Regions from separate parts of the Gossypium raimondii genome. Here region 1 is linked to region 2. A link is a contact called in public Hi-C data. All regions are on one chromosome and are shown on one strand. The core of a region is the stretch at or near the end of the contact, and the rest is flanking DNA. Distances in the headings are between cores, read along the strand shown. Region 1 has its middle 5.1 kb from the start of LOC128040523. Region 2 holds the start of LOC105779761 (zinc finger protein BRUTUS).

Region 1 (6,412 bases), core at 1,952-4,451, 52 kb after region 2:
TTTACTATTACAAAGGGACAGGTGAGTGTATAATTAAATGTTAAAATGTGTCATAGGTCTTTATACTGTTCACAAATTTGAAATTTAATTCCTATATTTTTACTTTTAGGAATTGAGTCCCTGTCATTGTTAAAATTATTTTGTTAAATTTAGGTTAATTACAATGTCATTGCTTTAGTTACATTACTACCAATTGTGTATTTTTTTATTTCAAAATTTCACACAAACAAATTTTTAAAAAATTAACATACATTTGTGAAAAATACAATCAACTATGGAATATTTTTAACCAATTTTAAAATGTGATTTTTTTTTGCAAATAAGTCCAATTAGTTTTGATTAATCGGAAGAAATCACCAAATACATTTGCATTGATGGGAAGAAATTTTCATTTTCTTTCTATATATATAATTCTAATTTATTAATGTTAACAATTTATTTTTTATTGATAATTTTTCTTAAATGCTTATCCATAATTTTTCTTAGATATGTTTAATTTTGGATGCTATTTATAAAGTTAAATTTAAATTGATATATAATTTTAATATTAATTAAGTGATAATTAAAATATTTAAATTTTATTTAAGTAATGACTCTATTTTACATTGATAAAATTAACCCAATTTTAAAAAATAGCCCTAATTTTTAGGCTAAATATTTTTAACTAATAATTTAAATTATAAATATCATAACTTTTTCCTATATTTTATGCTTATAGTAACTCTATTTTAAAATTAACACAACTTTTAAACTAATAATTATAAATTAAATTATAATTATTTTTAAAAGTGTGATTATCACGGATTCTATTAAATTATAATTATTTTTAATTATAAATTTAATAATATAATAAAAAATATTCTTTTCAGTTTAAACTTTTTTTTTCCCAAATTTTTACTCTTAAATATATTATAGATATTGGCCAAACCCTTCCTTTTTGGTTCATATGTAAAGTAGATTAGATAGATGAATCTAATTGATGTAAATAGTATTTATTAGTTGCTTTTCTTACCCTTTCTTGATTGATTAGTAGGCTTAACAAAGAGAAATCATAACAGAAAGCAGAAGGTACAAAGTTGAGCTTATACCTTCTCTACTTGAAAAATGGGGAGCGGGGATGGTTGCTAAAAGTTTACTATGTGTTAGATTATATTTTGGTATTTCTACTTAGAAAATGAGTAAATTAGTCTATATACATTAGATCAAAGAGTACATTGATCATTTCTGTTAAAAAATGCATCAATTTGTACCATGAAAATTGATATAGCTGATGGAATAACCAAACAGTGACAAATAATGTGTCATTTGCACCTCATGTTGATATACATGGCCCAATATTTAACAGTAGAAACGGAAGAATTTTTAATAAAATGACTAATTTGTTTTTTGATCTAACATATAAGGGTTAACATGTATTTTTTTAGTAAAAAAGATAAAATGCAATCCAACTCCTAATACAACAAGCTACATGATACTTTTACTTGAGAAGGGATCCATGACTCAACTATAAATGAGCTCATTTAAAATGTAGTAATTATATAAAACAGATTGAAAAAAATATTATACTAAGCTTTTGAATTTAAAAATAGACCTATTCAAAAGTCAAATTACTTCATCGAGCTTAAAGGTTTCGATTTAAATTTGAGAACATTTGAACAAATGCATTAAACTTGAAAAATCTGTTTCCTGAATAAGTTGAGCTTAAGTTAGAGAATTTCAAACTCAGACCTAATCTATTATATATTATTTAAATGGATTGGGCTTAGGTTAAAGAATTTTTAAATGGGTTGGGCATAATTATTTCTCAAGATGAAATTATATATTTAGGGGTTTTTTTATAAAAATAATATAAAAATAATTATTTACGAAAATGGACTATTTTGAATAGTTCTTATCGGTATCGCCTGGCACACCGATGACACCATCCCCTTTCCCCCCAAATTATCAACCAATTATGTGTTTTTTTTTAAAGAATTTTTTTGTGCTACCACTGTGTCAGACAGCACTGGTATGTATTTTTCTCAAAATACTCGAGAAAATACAGGTATACCGAGGAATCAAATAAATATTTTTTAATGATTTCGCCGTGTGTCAAGTGGCACTGGCGAAAGTAAAAAAAAAAACAGACCGTGTCAGTAAAAAAAATTCTGAAAAAGTCCCCTTTCTTTTTTGCTTTTCTAGCTTTTTTTCCTCTTTAACCTTTTTCTTTAGCTTTTTTTAAATAATTTTTTAATCGATGCCGCCAACATGTCAGACGGCACCGCCGGTCTTGTGACGCAGTTAGGCGGCACCATACACTATAAATACCCCAACCCCAACCAAAAATATGTTTCTTTTGAAGTTTTGCATTTTTTTTTTTTGAAGTTTTTAGTGGCAGTTTCAGAAAAGAACAGAAGAAATTTGCTTACTAGAAGAGGAGAAAACAAAAAAAGAAAAGAAGAAAAGTTTGTGTTTTGCACTGCAGAAATAAACTTCGAGTTTATAATGTTAGTTTGTACTTATTTTTATGTAATTATATTTATGTAGTAGGATTTAATTTTATTAAATAAAAGCTAATTTTAATTAATTTTACAGATTTAGTATCGAAGATGGATAACCAATTCTTCGTATACATTCATTTCGATGGAGTAATTTTACAAATAGTTGTTGGTTGTATATTTGAATCTTCCCAGCAAATAGGAGTGAGGTTTAATAAAAATGTGTCTGTCGATGATATGAAATAAAATATTAATGCAAAAATTGCTCGACATTATGGGAGGAGGGTGTTGAGACTTTTCTACAAATTTCTAGTTTCGTCAAATCCTATCAAATTTACCGAGATGGAACTTGTAGACGATGAAGACATGGAGACAATGATCATAATTTATTGTTTGATTGGAAGGGTGAACACTAAATCGGTTCAGTTGTTTGCTGAGTCAGTAGATGTGGAGCCTGTTCAAGATGCCACTCCCTTAAGTCAACAATATGGAGTTCAAGACCCGTGTACGGAAGTTTCGAGAGCGTCTCTCGATAGATGATCGTCTGTGTACAAGCCCATTTGCCCGGGCCCAACAAACAAAACAAAAAACACCCAAACCCAGCTACCAATACACCACAAACTAGGCCTACTACCCAACTAACCATTACTAGCCCAATGAGCCCAATACCCAAACCTAGCCCAAAACACCACAACCCATCTTCAGCAAAAAATAGTTACCCTAACCCTAGGTGCGCCGCACCTAGGGTCGGCCACTTGCTTTGCCTAGCGCCGCAGCACTGTCACGCCGCTCACCTGCCCACCTGCCACCGCCATAGTCACGTTGCCACTTGCACCTGCAAAACATGCAACCAAGGAAGACAGAAACAGACCACAAAATCGGGGGGGATTTTTTTCTTTCTCTTTGCTTTCGGTTATAAAAACCGATGATTGTAAAACCAGGGGTTGGGGCTTCTCTTTTTTTTACACGAACATTCAAGGAAATACAAAGAAAATTTCAATTGAAAAATACCAAAGAGGGATATTCTTTTTCTCTTTCTTTTTGTAATATTTTCACAGAAATAAGAAAACAAAAATAAAAGGTGACTACTGCCCTTTTTTAGATCGGTTAGTTTGTTTCATTTTAACCTTGTTTGCACTTCTAAATACAAAAAAAATTAAGAGTAAGGGAAAGGGGGTTTACCTGCGCCGCGCCGGAGGAGGGGAAGCCAAGCGGTTTCGCCTCTGTTTTCATGTTTTTGGTTTATCTTTAGCGAGATTCATCCCTAGATCCATGGCCTAGAAGTGGCCGACTTCAAAAAGAGACCAAAAAGGTCCATTCTTGCACCTCCGGCCGCCGCTTGCGGTGGAGTCACGGCGGAGGTGAGCCGGACCGGTGGCCGGATTCTGGGGAAGAAGATGAGAGGGGAGAGTTTTGAATTTTTTTTTAAAAAAAATGGGGGCTGAATGAAATTTTTTCAGAAAATTTAGTATTAAATACTGATATGAAATGGCGTCGTTTTGATAGGGTCAGGACAACCCCAAAACGATGTCGTTTTAGGCTCCTGACCCGAGACTCGACCCGTCTGCCTTAGGGGATCCGCGTGTTTTTGACGGAAGGGCTAATTGCACGTTTAGCCCTTCCGCTTTTTAATGCTTTTAAAATTAGGTTCTTTTAATCTTTTGAATTTTACCCGGAAATTTTTTGCGTTTTCAATTTAATCCTTACCTGAACTACGTCGTTTTAAAGGAAGGGCAATTTGCTTTGCTAGTCCCTCCATGTTTTATGCGTGTTCAGAGCAGTCCTTCCCTTTTCATTTATTTGCGTTTTGACCCCCCCGAATCTTGTTTTAATGTTTAATCTAATCCTTTTGCTATTTTGTTTATTTTCTTAACAAATTTCATATTATTATTGTTATTATTATTATTACTATTATTATTATTATAATTGCTTATATATACATACGTATATTTTTTATATATATTTTTATATACTTATACACATACTTTTTTTTTGTAATATATACATACATATAAACATACCTATATTTATAATTTATTTATACATGCATACATATTTATAATACACGTATATATTTCTAATTTTTATAAATATATATACATATTTTTACATATATATATATTTATTACTTTTATTTTCATAATTCTTATATATACTTATATACATTTTTTTATTTTCATGAATACATACACATACTTATATGTTTTTTTATGTATATATTTCCATATAATTTACATATAGGTACAAACTCATATTTTATATATTTTATAATTCATACATGTACATATTTTTTATACTTTATAGCTTAAAACTATCTATATATATCTATATACATTTTATAAATACATGTATATAAAACATACTTTTATACAACTTTTATAATATATATACGCACATGTGTATGCATGTGCTTGTTTACATGTTTATTTACAATAGTTTTAAAATGTATTCATATATATGTATCTTTTACATTTACATCATCTTATTTATTTCTTTTGTTTATTTCTTTATTTGTATTCATATTATTTAGAATGAATGGTTTCATATTATTGTTTGTATGTTTGCCATGGTGTACTATATTAGTTTGTCTTTTTAATTTATTTTATAGCCTTTGTTTTTATTTTACTTACATTATCATCTTTATCATTATCTTACATCCATTTTTACTCGGATTTATCAAAAACGAAAAATTTTAAGAATATAAGTAATACTCGGTATTTGGGATCTTCGAGAGAATCGAGCCCTAACGTATTGGGTTCCGATATTCTTCGCTGAATCTAAATAATCGAGGTTACTCTTTTAAAAATAATAAAAGCTCATTATCGGGAATTTAATACGTTATGCCCTAACGCATTGGACATGACACGTTGTTTTCCCGAGATGAAAGTTTTTTTTAAATAATAAAGGCAGTATTTTGCATTTAGATTTGAGAAAGTCGTACCCTAACTTACTAGGTTTCGATCTTCACAATAAATCTAAATGCACGAATCTTTTCAAAATCAAGTTTTAAATGATCTCGAGATTTAAAAGAAAATCGCGTCCTAATTTAATGGTTGTGATCTCCTTTTTAAATCCGAGATTGCAAAATATCTTTTAAACAAGCATTTTTACGTATCAGGAATTCGAGACATTGTGTCCTAACTTATTGGATATGATTCTTTTTCTTGATTAACGTGATATATGCTTCTTTTCCTAAAAATTTTCATTTTTATACAAGGATCGTATTTTTAATTCTTCCCAGTTCTCAATTTTCGACATCAAGACATTAGCTAATCAACTAGGTACCAATTTTGGGCGTTACGAGAGTGCTAATCCTTCCTCGTGCGTAACTGACTCCCGAACTCGTTTTCTGAATTTCGTGGACCAAACTCGTTGTTTTAATAAAATTAAATCGTTTATTAAAGACAACCACTTTTCAAGGTGATCCGATCACACCTTATCAAAAAAGATTGGTGGCGGCTCCCTTTTTTTTCGTTTTCATTTTCAAAATCCAAGTCGACCCCGTGTTTTCATCAAAAAAATGGTGTCAACAGTCTGTACATGGGTTTTGACATTGATCTAAATGTTGGATGGGTAGAACAGTACGATGGTGGAGCGACATCGACATGGGTTGATAATCCAAACCATGCTTTGATTGCGTATGATAACCTTAATCAGGGTTCTCGTTTAAATATACATCTGGTTGTGACTGAGACCAATGTGGATGGTGAAGATGAATCCAATAATAATGATTGTTCTAATCACAAGGGTGAAGATTTTAGTGACCCAGATCTAGATGAGGTCCCGAATGATATCTACGATGAAGACACGAACGATGATGAAAATGTATACGCCCCTTCGGTCAGGAACACGAGTCATGGCATTTTCATAAGCAATGACCTTGGGGTCCACATGTTAAGTGTAGATTCCAATGCGGCGCATGCATCCGAGTTCCC
Region 2 (6,497 bases), core at 2,682-5,181:
ACAAAGCTGCGTAAGCTCGGAAAGTGCAGATGAAATATCTTCAAGAAGTCTCTCCTCCTGCTTGTGATCCAGAGTATAAGAGTGGCTAACGTTATGAAGAGACTCCTTAGATTCTAGTGCTGGAAATACTATATCATCTTCAGCATTACTGTGAGCTCTATATAAACCCCACAACAACCGAAATCTGCCAGTGAACTGCCTAAGAAAAGTCTCATTGCAATCATTTAGCTTTCCAGATTCAATATCCAAATATTCCAAATCTTTACGGATGGCTTTATGAAATTTGAATATATTATCAATAGGCCGTAAGCTTCTGACATCACTGGAGCTAATATCTGTTTCCCAGTTAAAAAGACTGGAGTTAAGCGAGGGGGCAGATGGAGTAAAAGATAATGACCGCAAAGATTTTGCTGCAGCCAGAGAACTCATGCCCAGCTTACTGCTATTCACTCCTAAAGCTGGGACACAACAAGACTGATCACTGCATGATAATTTATGGTTATTTATTGTTCCTGTCAACTGAAAAGAATCCGTTTCTTCCGAAAAAATTATATTTCCACGCTTTACCGGCCTTCTATTATCATCTGCCCTTTCCTCAGTGGAACAGATAGAGGTGCATGCACAGAATGGTTGGTCAATATCCTTCTGGGTTCTAGTAAGTATTCTTGCAGGACAGGCACCAATTGCACCAGAAGAAAGACAAATATCTGCAGAGTGACCTTTGCACACCCAACCAGAAAATAGTGTAACCAATGCGGAGTTGGATGGTGGAGCTGACCATATAATCTGAAAGTTAAAAACAGACAAAAAGAGGGGGGAAAAAATAACCTAAAGCACTCGGTCAATAAAAATCAAACCTGCCAAATTCATATTTTGGAGGAAAGACCTAGCTTCTTCTTCACTTAATGATCCTACCAACCATGGTAAGACGCACTCAATTAATTTCAAGGGCATCACACACAAACTCTGATAAAGAAGTTCTCTCTGTCTTTGGGGGCTAAAGTGCTTCCGAGCAAGTGGAAGTACCTACAAAAGCAGTCCAGCATACCGTAAGGAGAGCACTAGGGGCAAAAAGAGATGAGAAACATGGTTTCAAGTGATACGTTCTGGTAAACTTGATAATTTGGTACAAACATTATAAAAATGTCAAGAAATACAGAAACATGTAGTGTAATTATAAAAAGCAGACAGACACTCATCAATTAAAGCAATAAAATACTTGCCTGTGCTTCTTCACTATGGAAATGCTTCTGCATACTATCCATTATTTGATCAGCCTGTGAGCACAAATTTGCAAAGAATTCAGCAGAAGATGAGTCAGCTCCCGCACTTTGAATATTTTCGATAAGGCGCCGAAGCTTGTTAAATTGAATTTCTTCTTCCACATGCTCCTGAGTAAAAGATAGTTCTGCATCTACAGCAGGGAATATAACTCTATCCTCAGCAATACTGCAGCAAGAGAGAAGATAAGTTAATTTCATAACAGGTATGTAACCAGTCATAAAGGTAGATCATAAGTTGTCCTAATACATTTCATGCATCAATTTTATTTTTTTCTGTATCACACCAGATCATAAAATTGAAGTCTTTTCCTGCATACAATAAACTGTAGCTTCAATATAACATGAAAGATAGGAAGTGTTTGTTAGCTATGAAGTAAAAACAACCCTAATCAACAAAGATTACTATTAAAAGGAAAACACAGAGAAAATCCACACCTGTGAAAGATGCATACTTCAGCTATGAACTGCAGCCTCTCATTGAAGCCAGATAAATCAGAAAAATCACCAGAAATTTGTATTTTCTCAGCGGCCTTGGCTATATCACTCAATTCTCGTTTGATAGCATTATGCCAAAGCATAATTTCATCTATAGGACAGGACAGAGTAGAATCCTTAGGTTTAGAACTTAGCTCCATATATTTCCTTTTACAACTTTTGGAAGATTCACATGCACAGTAACCACTTTCAGTTTGACTTGGTAAGACACTAGCCCCAAAAGCTTCACATCGAGCCTCGCCTTTGCAATTTTTACATTTCTCAGCTGTCTTGACACCTTCCATCCAGGTGAAAATAACCTTCACAACAGACCTAAAAATGTGAGATTTGATTCTAGAAGGAACTTGTGAGTTTTGGATAACTAATAACAATATCCTATATAACCTAGAAGCCCTGTCACCTGATGAAGAAGTTTCTCTCTTGGAATTATCTTGCTCAAGCACTTGCGCATATCTCGATGTTCATCAGGTGATATAGAGGAGGAAAGCCATGGAAGAAACTCCGCCATCATATTAACAGGTATGCTGCAAAGAAACTGCCATACCAATGACGCCTGCTCTTCAAATGTAAACTTCTCAATAAGCAAGGGAAAGACCTGTCAATTCCAAAGCAAGCATGTGAAACTAAAAGATAACTTTGAGTTAGAAGATTTAACTCCTTATTCTAAATTTGAAATGGAATGCATCATGACAAGTGATCAATCAAGTTAAACATCTCAGTAATGTATATCAACAACCTCATCCACCTCCAAAATAAGGTAGGAGAATTGCTATAACACATCAAGAACGAAACAACCAATATTTTAGGAAATAAATTTTTCATCTGGCTTCTGGTTTAATGTTTGATTTGCAGCATTTGCCTCAAATATCTAACCAACCTGTTCCTCTTCCTTGGACATATGCTGAGTAATTGATGTCTGAAGGGCCCCAGTGCAAGAGGCTAATTCTCTCCTATAGCTTTCTTCATTCTGCATATCTGAAGTCAGCAATGCAAACAACTGATCAAAAAGGACACTTTCACCTTCATGTTCAAGTGAGTATGTTGGAGCCACATTCTTCACGCGTATATCAAGAGCCGGAAAGATAACCTACACATAAGGTAGTTTTGAATTCAGTAATCAGTCACAAATATCAGACAAATATAAGGTGATGATGCAGCCAACAAGAATCTCATAGGAAAAAGGAAGGATTAAAAAAAACCTTGGAGAGACTATGTTTATTTTAATTACAATATTACTTTTAAGTTACAACAAGGCAATTTAGTTCACAGGGGTTTTCACAAGTCTTTTGAGCCATCTAAGTATAAGTCTACGACAGCGAGCTTTACAGAGATTACCCCATATCTAAATATAGTGATAAATTCAAATTTCTATAATCAAATTCAATCAAGTTCTTTCCTTCCTCAAACAATAACCCTTAAAACATGATAAAAGCATCACAAATTTACGAATTTAATAACAATTCGGGAAAGCTAATTCTGAGTAAGGGATTTAGAATTTTCTAAAAAAAGTAAAGGGATTCAAAGGAAGGGGCAAAATAAAGCCAAAACTAATGTTTAAAAACCGAGGAAGAAAAAGAGATAAAAGAGAACAAGAAGGAAAACGACAACGCATGAACCTCATCTTCGGCGTGGCAATGGTGCTTATATATAGTACGAAGGAAATGACATCTCTCCAACAAAGAAGTAAGATCAGAGTCGTGGTGGTTGGTGGCAAAAGCCATGGCAGCTCGGTGGAGGGCGTCGAGCTCAGCCTTGATGGCCTTGTGAAAGAATTGGAAGATAAGAATGGGAGATTTAGAGGCGGAGTTTTTCAAGCAAGATTTGGAAGGTGTGGATGGATCGATTGGATTCAGAGGACCTGCCATTATTGCTATACCTCCTCCTCCTCCTCCGGGCTCTAAGCTCGAGAATGGGGTCGCCATTATAGAGAACTTCGACGTGGTTTCCGATTCAGATTTCCAAAAGCCCTACTAGATCTTTTGCCTGTTCATACAATTTGGAGATTTCATTTCATAGCCTTTTCTTTCCTTTTTATTTTTTTTTTCTTCCTTTGCTTTAATGTTTGTGTTTGTGGGGAGTAAAGAAGAATGTGAAACTTTTTCTTATATATATATTTTTGTAATTTTGCCCCTTTTTTTTCCCTTCTCTTTCTCCCTCTTTGTTAGCCAGAAGAATGTGTTTTAATCAATGCGGTAGATGAAGAAGAGAATTTTTCTACCCTTAAAATAGGTCCTAAGTTCTTGAGTGGATTTTGAATTTTATTTTCTCAAATTTTAGTTTCCATTTTAAAAAGGTAATTTCTTTTTTATTATAAATTCGAGTTTATTATAATATTATTTGTTATTCTACGGTATTAAATAATTTTTATATAAAATATTTTTATACAATACTAGGGTAAGAGATGATGGTAACATGATCGAATCCGTGTCAAACGAGTGTCTAACAAAATTTTTAATTACTACTCCTTACAAGATTTATTTTAAAATGTTAAACCGCTAATTTAGTACAATAATATTAATAATTTGATGGGAACTTTTAAAATCGAAAAGTAGTGATTAGATTTTAAATTTAGGAATAATTAAGAGATTTAAAGTATATTTTAACCATTTTCTACTTTCAAAATAAAAATAATAAAATACTAAAATTTTTATCAAGAAATAAAAAGAAATCGATAGTTTTGGGTAAGATCTCGAGTTAGAATGAAAAATAGTAAAGGAAAGTATTGTCTTATTTAAGAGTCAAACTCACTTCAATTTCAAATTTAGTGAAGCCTAATGAAAAAGAAAACCGTCCCATAGTATTTGATCCAAATATGTCAAAATTTCTAAATATTACTGCAATGGTGAATAGTGTAGAAAATTTATATTAGCAAAATAATTAGATAATATGGCATTTTTTAGTCGTAAAAGTAATATTTAATGCATTATTAGTGATTTTAAAATTCTATTCAATTAATTTTACTTCTAATGATGTGTAATTAGCACATAAAATTAGAATGTAGGTTGATAATTAGAGAATATATGCATGATGGCTGGCGTGGGATAAAAATAGTTTCAAATACAAATACTAAAATATTCTGAGTTGCAACTTTTTTTCCTAATTTATTTAGATACAAAATATTTTGCTACTTAAATAAATTAATTTTAGTACAATTCTCCTTTTTGGTCATTATTAGATTCCAATTTCCATAAATTAAAATATAAAAGCTAAATATTATTAGGATAGAATAAATCCATAAAACCTTTCCTATCATAGTATAATATAAGAAAAATAAATAAATTTCTTAAAAAGTAATATTACAGCTAAGCTCATAAATTTAATAGCATTTATTTTATATGCTATAATGGCATTTGTGTTATTATTACAGGATGGAATTTGTGAGTGAATAAACGAAAGGACGGCACTCGGCAAATCTTCTCCTCGAAAAGGATGGCTAAGGCAATTGTTTGACACGTGTGAAAAGCACGTGAGAGCGTTTTAAGGACAGAGTCTGGCTTATCACAACCTCCACGTCAGCATCCACCCAGTGTCTGAAACGGACGGAAGCACTTCATCACGGTTTCACCAAAGTGACAACCGTCAAGGGTATAATCGCCATTTCCTCTTTTCAAAGATTTTATATTTTTTTATTTTATTTGTGCTTAATTTATTTAGAAAAGAATAATCCCAAAATGAGATTACAGTATGACGCAAGTTGGGTCAAGTGTTTTTAAGTGTGAGAGCTGGACAAGCCAATATTTAATCCCACAAAACCAATTTCATACAATTGACTAATAATTCCATTTTTAAATGAAAAATTAAATGATTAATATTTAACACATTCTTATTAATTATATAATCACTATGTGTAAGTCAATGACATCTCATTTTGCAGGTGAATAAAGCTTGGGGCAAATAACTTTTTTTTAATGTTTTAAAAATTGTTGTTAGGGATCGTCCCGATTAAACAACAAACAAGTAAAAAATAGCGGAACAAATTAAGAAATTGAACACACAAATTTAACGTGGAAAAACCCCTTCAAGAGGATAAAAAACCACGGACAAAGATAATTTTACTATAATGGCAAAAGAACGAAGAGTACAAAAGATGAAGATAAAACTAAACCCCAAAAACCCGAAAACAAAGAACCCTCAAAACGTAAACACAAAATTCTCTAAATGTGTTATGAGTTCTAATATCTAATGGGTGTATTTACTAATATTATAAACTAGCCTATTTATAGGTTAAATTCATATGTCAAATAATAATAAAATAATCTAAACTAATCGGTGTTTGATGAAACAAATAAACAGAGTTTAACTAAAAGATTATTTCTCAAATTTGATGAAAATAGAGTCATACTTAACAAATCTCCACCTTGACTCATATTTCCACAACGCCATCTTTGCCAAAGCCCGCCATACGAGCCTATCTTGAACTATGTAGGAATTAATCGAGTCCAATCATGGCTTAGAAACCTGGAAGACTTCTAGCCTTCGACTTGTACACCGCCAAATCAAAACTAACCCGGTCCGATTTTCACGAACACAAGGTTCTAACTTTTCAAAACCTGCATCCAAAGAGAACCTTTCTTCAACGAAATGGTCATACATTTTTCCCTCCTATGACCAAGTTGCCTCCGCTCCAAACGAGTTGACTTCGACTCTGTAACGGATGAGGGACATCCGATTTCACCGGTCACTGTAGGACCTTCCAGAATATAAAGACTGTCAATTCTT

Evidence for each region. Hi-C and Micro-C count contacts between places; a contact is called where the count stands out from the background.
Region 1: a Hi-C map of leaf shows a contact between it and region 2, with 2.8 times the contacts expected there. The contact joins the enhancer-like site here to the promoter of LOC105779761 in region 2. A contact is called at or near these places in 2 of 2 Hi-C or Micro-C datasets (both in leaf).

Annotation. Positions count from the first base shown.
Region 1 is chr4:7,664,575-7,670,986 of ASM2569854v1, forward strand. No RefSeq gene overlaps it. Among protein-coding and RNA genes, the nearest start is that of LOC128040523, 5.1 kb to the right of the region's middle. Within about 2 kb of position 3,202, the one cell type or tissue checked has open chromatin away from gene starts, as enhancers often do. A contact at or near this core is called in leaf, where this site is marked.
Region 2 is chr4:7,611,983-7,618,479 of ASM2569854v1, forward strand. LOC105779761 (zinc finger protein BRUTUS) reads right to left here and starts at 3,932. Exons shown (of 14, transcript XM_012603682.2): 1 at 3,395-3,932; 2 at 2,656-2,865; 3 at 2,179-2,373; 4 at 1,719-2,077; 5 at 1,224-1,449; 6 at 858-1,026; 7 at 1-773. The coding sequence starts at 3,700.